Linked DNA regions of Rattus norvegicus: region 2 is linked to region 1. Evidence: chromatin contacts called from public Hi-C data. All regions are on one chromosome and are shown on one strand. The core of a region is the stretch at or near the end of the contact, and the rest is flanking DNA. Distances in the headings are between cores, read along the strand shown. Region 1 holds the start of Cebpa (CCAAT/enhancer binding protein alpha). Region 2 overlaps LOC102555770 (a long non-coding RNA gene).

Evidence for each region. Hi-C and Micro-C count contacts between places; a contact is called where the count stands out from the background.
Region 2: a Hi-C map of Schwann cells shows a contact between it and region 1, with 4 times the contacts expected there. The contact joins the enhancer-like site here to the promoter of Cebpa in region 1. A contact is called at or near these places in 10 of 12 Hi-C or Micro-C datasets (the Rat2 cell line, Schwann cells, frontal cortex and 5 more).

Annotation. Positions count from the first base shown.
Region 1 is chr1:96,895,254-96,900,969 of GRCr8, reverse strand. It overlaps Cebpa (CCAAT/enhancer binding protein alpha), which reads right to left and starts at 4,386. Exons shown (of 1, transcript NM_012524.3): 1 at 1,714-4,386. The coding sequence starts at 4,265. The coding sequence ends at 3,189.
Region 2 is chr1:96,938,022-96,943,239 of GRCr8, reverse strand. It overlaps LOC102555770 (a long non-coding RNA gene), which reads left to right. Exons shown (of 4, transcript XR_010062989.1): 2 at 27-110; 3 at 906-1,541; 4 at 1,777-2,966. Among named protein-coding and RNA genes, the nearest start is that of Slc7a10, 25 kb to the left of the region's middle. Within about 2 kb of position 3,154, at least 1 of the 93 cell types and tissues checked has an H3K27ac peak or open chromatin away from gene starts, as enhancers often do. A contact at or near this core is called in Schwann cells, where this site is marked.

The sequences.
Region 1 (5,716 bases), core at 3,137-5,636:
AGTATTCCAAAGAAAGAAGTGGTCTCCCCAGCCAGGCCGTGTCCTGGGAAGGGCTCATGCCTGGCGGAAGTTTGCAGGCATTTGAGGACGGAGTCCATGGGGGGGGGGGGGGTGTGCTGGCCTCACTAGACACCGGGCTTTCTTAGGCTGCTGTTTCCACATCAGGAAAAGCCCCTTAGTGCATTTGTTACCCTGACACGATGACATGGCTTGGGGACCAAAGGGTTGTCAGCTCCTCAAATGCAAGACCTTAGTCTGTTCTCAGTGGTGCCTTAATCCTGGGCACAGGCCCTGGATAAGAAGGCATTCAATGAATATTGAGGAGTACGTTCAGTTACTCACGAAGCATGAATTCCCTGGAAGGCCACTCCCAACTAGAGATAGAGCACAAACTGGACAGGGCCACCCTAAACTGCACCCACACCCCCAACACAGACCACACCGGAGGCGTCCCTGATTGGGCCCTTCTTGTTCCCAATTCGGCCTATGAGGAAACTTGGGTTGGGTGTGCAGGAAGGGTGCCCCTTCCATGAGCCCCTGGAGAGAAGATCACCCCCATGTCAGGTGCTAGGAAAAGGAGAGCAGGAGGGCCCCCTCCCCCGATCAGCCAAGGACCTGTTCTCAGAGCAAAGGGGGAATTCAAGGATCATTCCCTGTAAACAAGAAAAACTGGAATCCACACTGAACTCAGAGGGTTTGCTGGGGCCTGCAAGCCACGGCCTGCCCCAGCCTCTAGGCAGGCGGTGGGGCTCTGCCTCCCTAGTTCCCAGGCTGACGGGGCAGGCCACCGCCTCCTCACTGGGCTTTGGCCTTTCCTCTGCCAAGGGCAGCTATGGGTGAGGAGGTGGCAAGGCACAGGGCAGAGAGGGAGGAGGGGTAAGGGGTTGGTGGGACAACTTAACCACAAAGGCTGGTCACACTAAAGTTTGCGGAATTTAAAAGAACTTGTCATTTCTCACCAGTATATATACTGTAAGCTGCTCAGCTATCACAGTCCAGGTGAAGAGCCCAGTGGCCTCTGGGCTCCACAAGGATGGCGAGGACGGCCACCCTTTCCTTACCGGCTTGTTACCACAGCCAACTCCATGTCTGCATCTCATGGGGCAGTTGTAGCAGTGGACATGGAATCATTAGAAGCCAATCCCATTTGCCAGGATGGAGAAAGTGGGGCAGATGAATCTAGGTAGGCTAAGGTAAGGCAGGTGCAAAGGGGGCTCAGCACCCAAGCTGCTGCCCTGGGTGGCACTGGAGCCTGGGAAGTGGGCAGTAAGGGGTGAAGAGTCCTGTTTTGCAGGGCTCCACTGGAAGGCTGGGCAAAGGTGGTGTGGTTCTTGCTCTCTAGGGCTGCAGCTGAGTGATTTGGGAATGAAGCCAAAGGGTCCCCGCAGCTGAGAGGTTCTAAGAGGGCTCCTGTCAAGCAGAGGTGTTCTTCCAGCTCCCTCTTGTTCTAGGATGCAGAGAGAGAGAGACCACAACCCTAAGACAACACTACCCCTCCACCCCCGAGTTCCAGAGGACTTGGTCTTTAGGCTCCCGGTGTTCTCAGCCTAGAGTCCTTATCCCTTGACTGCCGTGGCACATCACCCAGGTAAAGAGAGACTCCACATATGCAAACGGAGGACCTCAGACACAGAAAATGCTGTTTTCAAGTGGAACCCAGCCCAGAGCAAACCTTACAAGTGGCTTCTCTCTGGTTTTAAAAAGACACCAAAATTGAGTTTGATATGTTTATATTATAGATATAATACATAGGACATCTAGCATGAAACTTTGTGTCCCCTCCCCCCAAAAAAAGAAGAGAAGGAAGCAGTCCACCCCTGCTTCCAGTGGCAGGGTTGTGTACAAATTGGCTGGAGGTGGCCTTCTTTCCAGACCCAGAGCCAGGGCCTTTGGGGATGGGGGTGGGTGGGTGGGGAAGCCAGTATAAGTCTCAGCCGGAGGAAGGAAGCTAAGACCCACAACTACATACACCCTTGGAAAACTAGGGGAGAGGGAGAAGCCCACTTCATTTCATTGGTCCTCTGGGAGGCGAAAGAAAACAAAACAAAACAAAACAAAACAAAAAAACCAAACATCCCTAAACCAAAAAGAATGAGAGCCTCACTCAGCCCCTTCCCCTGGCCGTTCGTGAAGAGTCTCATTTTGGCAAGAATCAGAGCAAAACCAAAACAAAACAAAAGACCAAATAAAATGGTGGTTTAGCATAGACGCGCACACTGACATTGCACAAGGCACCGCTGGGACACAGAGACCAGATACAAGTGTTGATATCAGATGATAAAGCAAAATATTTGGGAAGCTTGTCATAACTCCAGTCCCTCTGGGATGGATCGATTATGCTTCAAGTTCCTTCAGCAACAGCGGCTGGCGACATACAGTACACACAAGGCGGATGGTCCCAGTGTCTTCATCCTCCACCCCAAGACCAGAAACTAAGGTCCCTGTCTTCTACCACTTGCTTAACCACATGGCCAGTTCACAACTCAGCCTTCTGGTCTGACTGGGGGTGTTGCCCCCTTCTCCACGAACTCACCAAGGAAACCTGGCCTGTTGTAAGCTGGGGGTGGGGGGAGGAATGTAGATGGAGGAGCGAAAAGCAAGGGGCTAAGAACCCTCCATCTCCATGTAACTAGGGGTGGGGACACTTTTAAGACTCAAATCCCCAACTCCCTAAGTCCCTCCCCTCTAAGGACAGGGACGGAGGGGCAGCTCAGGGACTGCTGGGACCTCAGCTTCCTGAATCTTCCTCCTGCCCTGGGCCTGCACCCTTCATTTTTCTCATGGGGGCCTGCTGCAGCTCTGGAGGAAGCAGGAATCCTCCAAATAAAATATCAAGGCACATGTTTGCTCCCCCTACTCGGTAGGAAAAGGAGCGAGTTTTGAGTATCCAAGGCACAAGGTTACTTCCTTAATACTAAAACTGCCGGGCTCCCAGCTCAGCTCCGCGGAGAAGTCTCTCGGTCTAAAGGAGAAACCACCACGGCCTGACTCCCTCTCATCTTAGACGCACCGAGTCCGGCTCAGAGGAAGGGAGGGGACACGCGGAGCAGGCCAGGCTTTCAGGCGACACCAGAATCTCCTAGTCCTGGCTTGCACGGTCCGGGCAGCCTAGAGATCCAGCGACCCTAAACCATCCTCCGGGTCCCCAGCCAGGGGGCCGGCTCAAGGCGGTCCCGCAGCCGCGCGCCTCACGCGCAGTTGCCCATGGCCTTGACCAAGGAGCTCTCAGGCAGCTGGCGGAAGATACCCCGCAGCGTGTCCAGTTCACGGCTCAGCTGTTCCACCCGCTTGCGCAGGCGGTCATTGTCACTGGTCAACTCCAACACCTTCTGCTGCGTCTCCACGTTGCGCTGTTTGGCTTTATCTCGGCTCTTGCGCACCGCGATGTTGTTGCGTTCCCGCCGTACCCGGTACTCGTTGCTGTTCTTATCCACCGACTTCTTGGCCTTGCCCGCGCCGGCCCCGCCGCCGCCGCCGCCGCCGGTGCGGAGGTCGGGGTGCGGACCAGCCAAGCCCTTGAGCGAGCCCCCGGGGCCCGGCAGGCCCGCAGCACCCATTGCAGGCGCGGGATGAGGGCTGGGCACGGGCGTCGGCGGCGGCGTAGGGTGGCCAGGCTGCAGGTGCATGGTGGTCTGGCCGCAGTGTGCGATCTGGAACTGCAAGTGAGGGGCGGCCAAGTGCGCGGGAGACGCGTGCGGGTGCGGTGGCGGCGGCGGCGGCGGGGGCTGATAGGGGAAGAGGCCGGCCAGCGCCAGCTGCTTCGCCTCGTCCTCCTCGCGGGGCTCCTGCTTGATCACCAGCGGCCGCAGCGCGGGCGCCCCGACGCGCTCGTACAGGGGCTCCAGCCTGCCGTCCAGGTAGCCGGCCGCCGCACAGCCGTAGCCGGGAGGGGGTCCGTGCGCCCCCGCGGACATGACCGCACCGCCGGGGCCCGCCGGGGCGCCCGGGTAGTCAAAGTCACCGCCGCCACCCGCGGGGCCCGCCGCCGCCTTGGCCTTCTCCTGCTGCCGGCTGTGCTGGAAGAGGTCGGCCAGGAACTCGTCGTTGAAGGCGGCCGGGTCGATGTAGGCGCTGATGTCTATAGACGTCTCGTGCTCGCAGATGCCGCCCAGCGGCTCCGGGGCGGCAGGTGGGGCTGGGGGCGGCGCGGGGCCCGCGCCCCGGGGAAAGCCAAAGGCGGCGTTGCTGGGCGCGTGCGGGGGGCTCTGGAGGTGGCTGCTCATCGGGGGCCGCGGCTCCGCCTCGTAGAAGTCGGCCGACTCCATGGGGGAGTTAGAGTTCTCCCGGCATGGCGAGCCTCGGCGGCCTCCAGCCTGCGCGTGGCGCCGCTGTCGCCGCCGCCCACCCAGTACCCCAACTCGCCCGCGCCCGCGCAGCTTTGGGTCGCGAATGGCCAGGCCCGCGCGGGGACCGCTTTTATAGAGGGTCGGGCATCGCCCCCTGGTGTCCAAGCGGGTCTTGGGCGGAGGGCGCCTGCCGGATGGTGCCTGCTGGGTCTTAGAGCCTGCCTTCTCTTGTGACTTTCCAAGGCGGTGAGTGGGGCGGGAGCACAGTGCTAGTGGAGAGAGATCGTGGCGCAACGCCCACTGACTCCTGCGCTGCTAGGCGAACCCGGCTTGCGGCGCTCAGCCCCACCCCGGCGGCGCTGTCGCCCCCGCACACACGTGGTCCGTGGTTAGGCGCCCCTCCTTTAAGCCTCTAAGTCACCCACTTCCAGCCAACCCTAGGGAGCCGGGGAGCATCCAGAGGCCGAGCAAGGGGAGGTGAAGGTTGGGGGGCGTTTGGAGAGAGGATGTTAGTCTTGAGCTACCGTGGTGCAGACTTGTCTTAAAAGCTGGGACTAGGCCTGTCTCCCACCCGGATTTTTAAAAAGCTGTGGCGGAGAGCCGCGGCGCAAGGACGTTAGGGACTGCTTTGGACCAGCAACCTAGCGCGCACTGCCGAAAGGCGAGGCCCAGAGTGCTGAGATTGTGCGTCTTTATCTCTGAACTCCAGGCGACCCCACTACTTCCAAGCAGAGCACCTCTCTTTCGCCCAGCCTCTTTAGAACTCCAGGGTCCCACGGGTTCTTCAGAGTAGTAGGGCGCTAGGACCCGGCGGGGAGCGGAGGCGGCCGCTAAACCCGGAGCCTAGTGGACCTGGCTGGTCCACCCGCCTAGGCTGGAAAACTTTCTTTTTAATTATGTCTCCAGGCCAGCGCGATAGGATTGCTAGGCTTATGAGGCGGACGCTGCTACCCTGCGTGGAGCTTCTAGTCAAATGTTCCGGACCCCCCCCCCACCACACACACACACACACACACACACACACACACACACACACACACACACACACACACACGCCGGGACCAGCGGGTGGGTCCTCCGGGACTCGCGGAACAAGACACTAAGGAGACCGCGCAGGGGCGGGGAGAGGGCAGGGTGTTGGAGTGAGAGAAGTGAATTTGAATCGGGGATCGTGATCCCCAGGCGGGGCCCATAGTCAGGGGCCTGAAGTCACAGTTTTCTTTCCCTACTGTCATTCAGAGGGGAACTAATCTCGGTAGCTCGGGTGTCCAGCTCTTGGCTACCGAGCCTTTCGAGCACCCACTGGGAGCCCCCTGTCCAGTCCTTGGGATCCTCCGCACCGCGCCGCCTACAGGCTCGCGGCTGAGGGTAGGAGTTTGCGAGCATCGGCTCCCCAGCCACGTGGCGTCCAGTTCATTCTCCACCTGGAT
Region 2 (5,218 bases), core at 1,905-4,404, 44 kb before region 1:
CCCATAACAAATGGCCTATCTTACAGGAGACACCTGTGGTTTGAGCAAAAACAAACACCTTCTGCCTCAGGGCACAGGAAGACCCACCCCAGATCTTGGATTCTTGACCGGTGAGCTGACAGGGGCCCATCTTGGAGATCAGGCCCTTGGGAGCCTCTGATTCACTGGAGCTAGACCCTGCTAAGCCAAAGAGCCCCAGGCTCCACTAAAATGTGAACCATTCAGGAATCGGGTGGAAAGGGTAGGGCAGGGAAAGCCCGTGAGGTTTTTATGTGGGCTCCTGCACTTTTCAGAGGCCCTGGGGCTCTCCCAAGAGGTCAGAGGTACTGGGCAGTGGGATTCCGAGCGTCATCACATGCCTTGCTCAGGGCGGGCCAGCTCTGCAGCAGCAGGGGTGCAAAGGGTGAGGTGCAGCCAGGTGTGGTGGTGATGGATGCCCAGAGTCCCAGCCCTGACAAGGCAGGGAGGGGGCTTTCAAGTTTGAAGCTAGCTTGGGTTATAGAGTGAGATTCTGTCTCAAGAAAGAAAGAAAAAAAGGAGAAAGAGAGAGCGAAAGAGCGAGAGAGGGAAGGAGAGAGAGAGAGAGAGAGAGAGAGAGAGAGAGAGAGAGAGAGAGAGAGAGCGCTTCAGCTGAGGGACCTTGAGGAACAACATCATGGTCCTCCTGGGCAAGGCAGAGCATTACTTCGTCCCAGTGGTGACCACCACTCCTTATGTAGACATGATACACCATCTTCCTCTTGCACTCCTTCAAGGCACTGAGCATGCTCCCCTCCCCCTTTTGTCTGTCCCTACCCTATTCTTTGTAAGATGGGCTCTCCCTATGGCACCTGACTGTCCTGGAACTCTCTGTGCAGACCAAGCTGTCCTCAAACTCACCACACCTGGCTCTCCCTTTCTGTTAGTGCTGCCTGCTGGAATGTTGACTGGATCGTACACAGGCAACCGTAGCAGTGGCGAGTTTGTGGGTGCAATGACTCCGACCTTCGCTCTCGATTCTGCACTGCACACTGAGAGCGACAACTGTGAGCACTGCCCACTGCTCGCTAAGCCTCCCTGACTGAGAAACATCAGTGGTGGCCAAGGTAGAAGGCACTTGATTTCTGGAGTCATAACCTAGAGATCCATCAGGGAGGGGAGCATAACAGATACCTTCTCATTGGAGGCTCCCATGCCTGGTCTAGCAGAAGACAACCTGCCTAGATTGGCTCTGCTGAGACCCTGTCTCCTGGCCAGCTGCAAATTCTGACCTCTATCCCCTACTCTGGATCTGTCAGAGGCTGGTGAGCCAGCGACTTGGGCAGGAGTCACACTCCCAGCAAGGACAAGATGAAACTAGGAAGTGGGCCCCATGCTATTCAAGTGTCCGCCTGCCATTCTTTCCGGGTTTGGGGGTGGCTGCTCCTAAATAGGGCCTTAGTCACCTTCTGTCAGGAACCCTATACTGAAGCTCCGGGAAATGCCACAGGCCACTACAGCTAGACTCCTTGAGGCTGACCCAAAGACCCACACTCAAGCTGCCTGCTGGGGACTCTCCTGAGGTAACCCTGCTGCCCATTGGTCTATGGACAGTCGCCTGTGAAATAGGCCTCTGTCTCTGTCTCTGTCTCTGTCTCTCTCTGTCTCTCTCTGTCTCTCTCTGTCTCTCTCTGTCTCTCTCTGTCTCTGTCTCTCTCTCTCTCTCTCTCCTCTCTCTCTGTTTCTGCCAGCCCCTTGGCTTTCTCACGCAGACAGATGTGAGACACAAACCTCCACCCTGTGGTTTCTTTTCTCAAGGACTTGCCGTGTTCCCAGCTCATCCCAGCTCATCCAGGAAAAGCCAACATCTAGAGCCTTTGAGGACTTCTATGTCCTCTGAATGTACCTTCTGCTGGAACCTGCCCCAGCAGGACATCTTCCCTCTGTCCTACATCAAGGCCTGCACAGAGGGACTGGAGAGATGGCCCAGTGGTTAACAGCACTGACTGCTCTTCCAGAGGTCCTGAGTTCAAATCCTAGCAACCACATGGTGGCTCACAACCATCTGGGATGGGATCTGATGCCCTCTTCTGGTGTGTCTAAAGACAGCTACAGTGTACTCATATATAATAAAAAAATAATAATAAAAAAAAAGACCCAGGTACTATCTCTTTCCCCTCCACACAGCAGGCTTTGAGCCTGCATCCTGTGTATGCCCTGGGGTGATTCCATCATGGAATGGCTTGTCAACTTGACACAAGCTAGAGCCATCAGAGGGGAGGGAACCTCAACTGAGAAAATGCCTCCATAAGATCAGGCTGTAGGCAAGCCTGCAGGGCACTTTCTAAATTAGAGAAGGATGGGATGGACCCAGCCCATTGTGGGTGGTGACGTTCCTGGGCTAGTGGCCCTGGGGTCTATAAGAAAGCAGGCTGAGTAAACAGGGAAGCAGCACCCCTCCATGGCCTCTGCATCAGTTCCTGCCTCCAGGTCCCTTCCTTCTTCGCGTTCCTGTCTTGACGTCCTTTGGTGATGAACAGTGCTGTGGAAATGTGAGCCAAATAAACCCTTTCCTCCCCGAGCTGCTTTGGTCATGGTTTCGTCACAGCAACAGTGACCCTGACTAAGACAATCACAGCCGTGTGAGGGTGCAGCTTTTCCCTTTACCAGCAGGGTTGGAAGCCACTCCTGGGAGTTTCTATGCAAAGTGGGCTAGAAGGGCCCGGGAAAGCCTCAGGTGCTCAGCAAATATACCACACAGTCCCAGATTTACAATGTGATGCCCTGTTGTTGCTGTTGCTGTTGTTGTTTTTCTTTATGGTGCTGAGAAAGGGAAATGCATTCAATAGAAATGAAACTTCAGGGCTGGAGAGATGGCTCAGCAGTTAAGAGCACTGACTGCTCTTCCAGAGGTCCTGAGTTCAAATTCCCTTTGCCATATGATGGCTCACAACCACCTGTAATGGGATCTGGCGCCCTCTCCTGGTGTGTCTGAAGACAGCTACAGTGTACTCATCATACAAATAAAATTTAAAATTAAAAATAATTAAAAAAAAAAAGAAGTCAAACTTCAAATTTTCCATGTGGATCTTTTCTCGGGGATGTGGCATTTGTGCTGCTGGGCAGTGGGCAGCTGCAGCAAACCACAGCTCCTGGGGCAGCCCCAGGACCACAAAGAGAGAATTGATATTCTCCACTGTTCTGCGTTCTCATGCTATGATGCCTGGCACTGAACATGAATTCAGGGAATTCTCCGCTCTGTCTATTTTGTACTGCCATGATTGGGTCATTTAGAATGTAAGGGCTTTACGAAGCTTAAAACCGGGTGCAGGAATACACTCCTGTAATTCCAGCTGTGAGGGGCCGAAGCAAGAGGCCAGCCTGGGGAGCCGAGGGCGACCTTATCACCCAAGTTACCAAGCAAACATGGTGGTTTGGCTCCCAGTTTTGGAGACCTGGAAATGCAGAGTGCAGGGTCAGCCTCTGATCAGCATGTGAAGGGGGCTTTCTTGGTCCACTATAACATGTCAGAGGATATCACATGCTGGGACAAAGCAAGACTGTCCGCTCTGGTCTTTCTTCCTATCGTGGGGAATTTACCCCTTTGTTCTCATGTAACCCCGACAACATTCCAAAGTCTCGCCCTCAAATACCATCCACAGATATTAGGCTTCCGACACATGTTTGGGAGACAGATACTTTTCACCAGGCCAGGCCTTTAATCCTCACACTCAGGAGGCAGAGGCAAACGGATCTCTGTGGGTTTGAGGCCAGCCTGGTCTACAGAGTGAGCTCCAGGATGCGATGCCATAGTTAAGTCAAGGTGGGACTGCATTGGATTGGATCTTGTTATCACCGTTATCTTGCCCAGTACCCATTACTAATCTTCCCTGCCTACAGCCACGGCTGGGAGATCAACACATGAGTACCACCTTCTGCAAGTGGAAACAGACATGGAATGCTAATATGGTTCAAACAGCTTGCATGTCTGAACACTTGGTCCGCAAGTGACCAAAGCAAGTGGGGCTGTGTGGGAGACTGTAACTGCTTGGGGGTGAGGCCCAGCAGGCATGTAGGTCATTGGAGGTGAACCTTGAAGGTGATATCTGACTCTGGCTCTGAACTGAACCCTGCCTTTGGATCCTGCAAGAACAAGCCCCTGCCACCACAGTCAGCCACCATAACTGCTACACTGTCTTTGCCTCGAGGGGGATGAAATCCCATAAACTGGGAGTCAGTTAAGTGGCTTGGTCACAGCAACAAGAAAGTCACTAACACAGGTGCCCTAAGGGCATTTCTACCAGGGGATGGTTACTGTTAGGCCCTGATCCCTCTCCCAGGTGCCCTCAGTGCAGTATGAGTTTCTTTTTGTTTGTTCTGTTTTTAGAATTTTTTGGAATTACTTATTTTTTTAAGATTGATTTTTAGTTCTATGACTACACTGACACAGATTCTTCAGACATAGACACGCCAGAAAAGGGCATCGGATCCCATTCCAGATGGTTTCGAGCCACCATGTAGTTGCTGGGAATTGAACTCAGAACCTCTGGAAGAGCAGTCAGTGCTCTTAACCACTGAGCCATCTCTCCAGTGCAGTGTGGATCTATGGAATAACAGAGTCTGAAATACTTCATAGGGGAGACAATTGCAACCAATAAAGGCACAGAGAAAGCATATGAAAGAGGAAATATTTGAATAGAATGCAAAGAAAGAGTGAGGTACAACTGCCCTCAGGAGACAGAGGGTTATCCTCTGACCACGCCTGACCTTTAACCCTACTGGCATGCCAGGATTTTCTTGTCATTTTATCTCCTCGGGCATTTCTTCAGGGTTGTTGAAGGGTTTGTGGGTTTTTTTTCCCCCAGGGTTTTTTGTGTAGCCCCACCTGTCCTGGAACTCAATGTGTAGACTAGGCTGGCCTTGAATTCAGAGATCTGCCTGCCTCTGTCTCCCAAGTGCTGGGATTAATGGTGTGTGTCACTACTGCCCTGCTGGCTTTCATCACTTTCAAGTTGAAAGCACCCATCCTCCAACAGGGCAGCCTGGATCTCTCCCTGCACACCCCACCAGTCTTGACTTACTCCAAAGACTCACATTCTCACCAAGGCCTGGCCTGAAGTACGACATTCTCCATCCTGATTGTCTACAGTTTGGTTTACTGGGTGTAAGATTGCTTTCCAGAGCTCTCCACCGACATGCCGTCCTCTAAACTTCTGAGAGCCATTGGAGGAAGAAAAACCTTTTTAGTCTGATCGTTGCT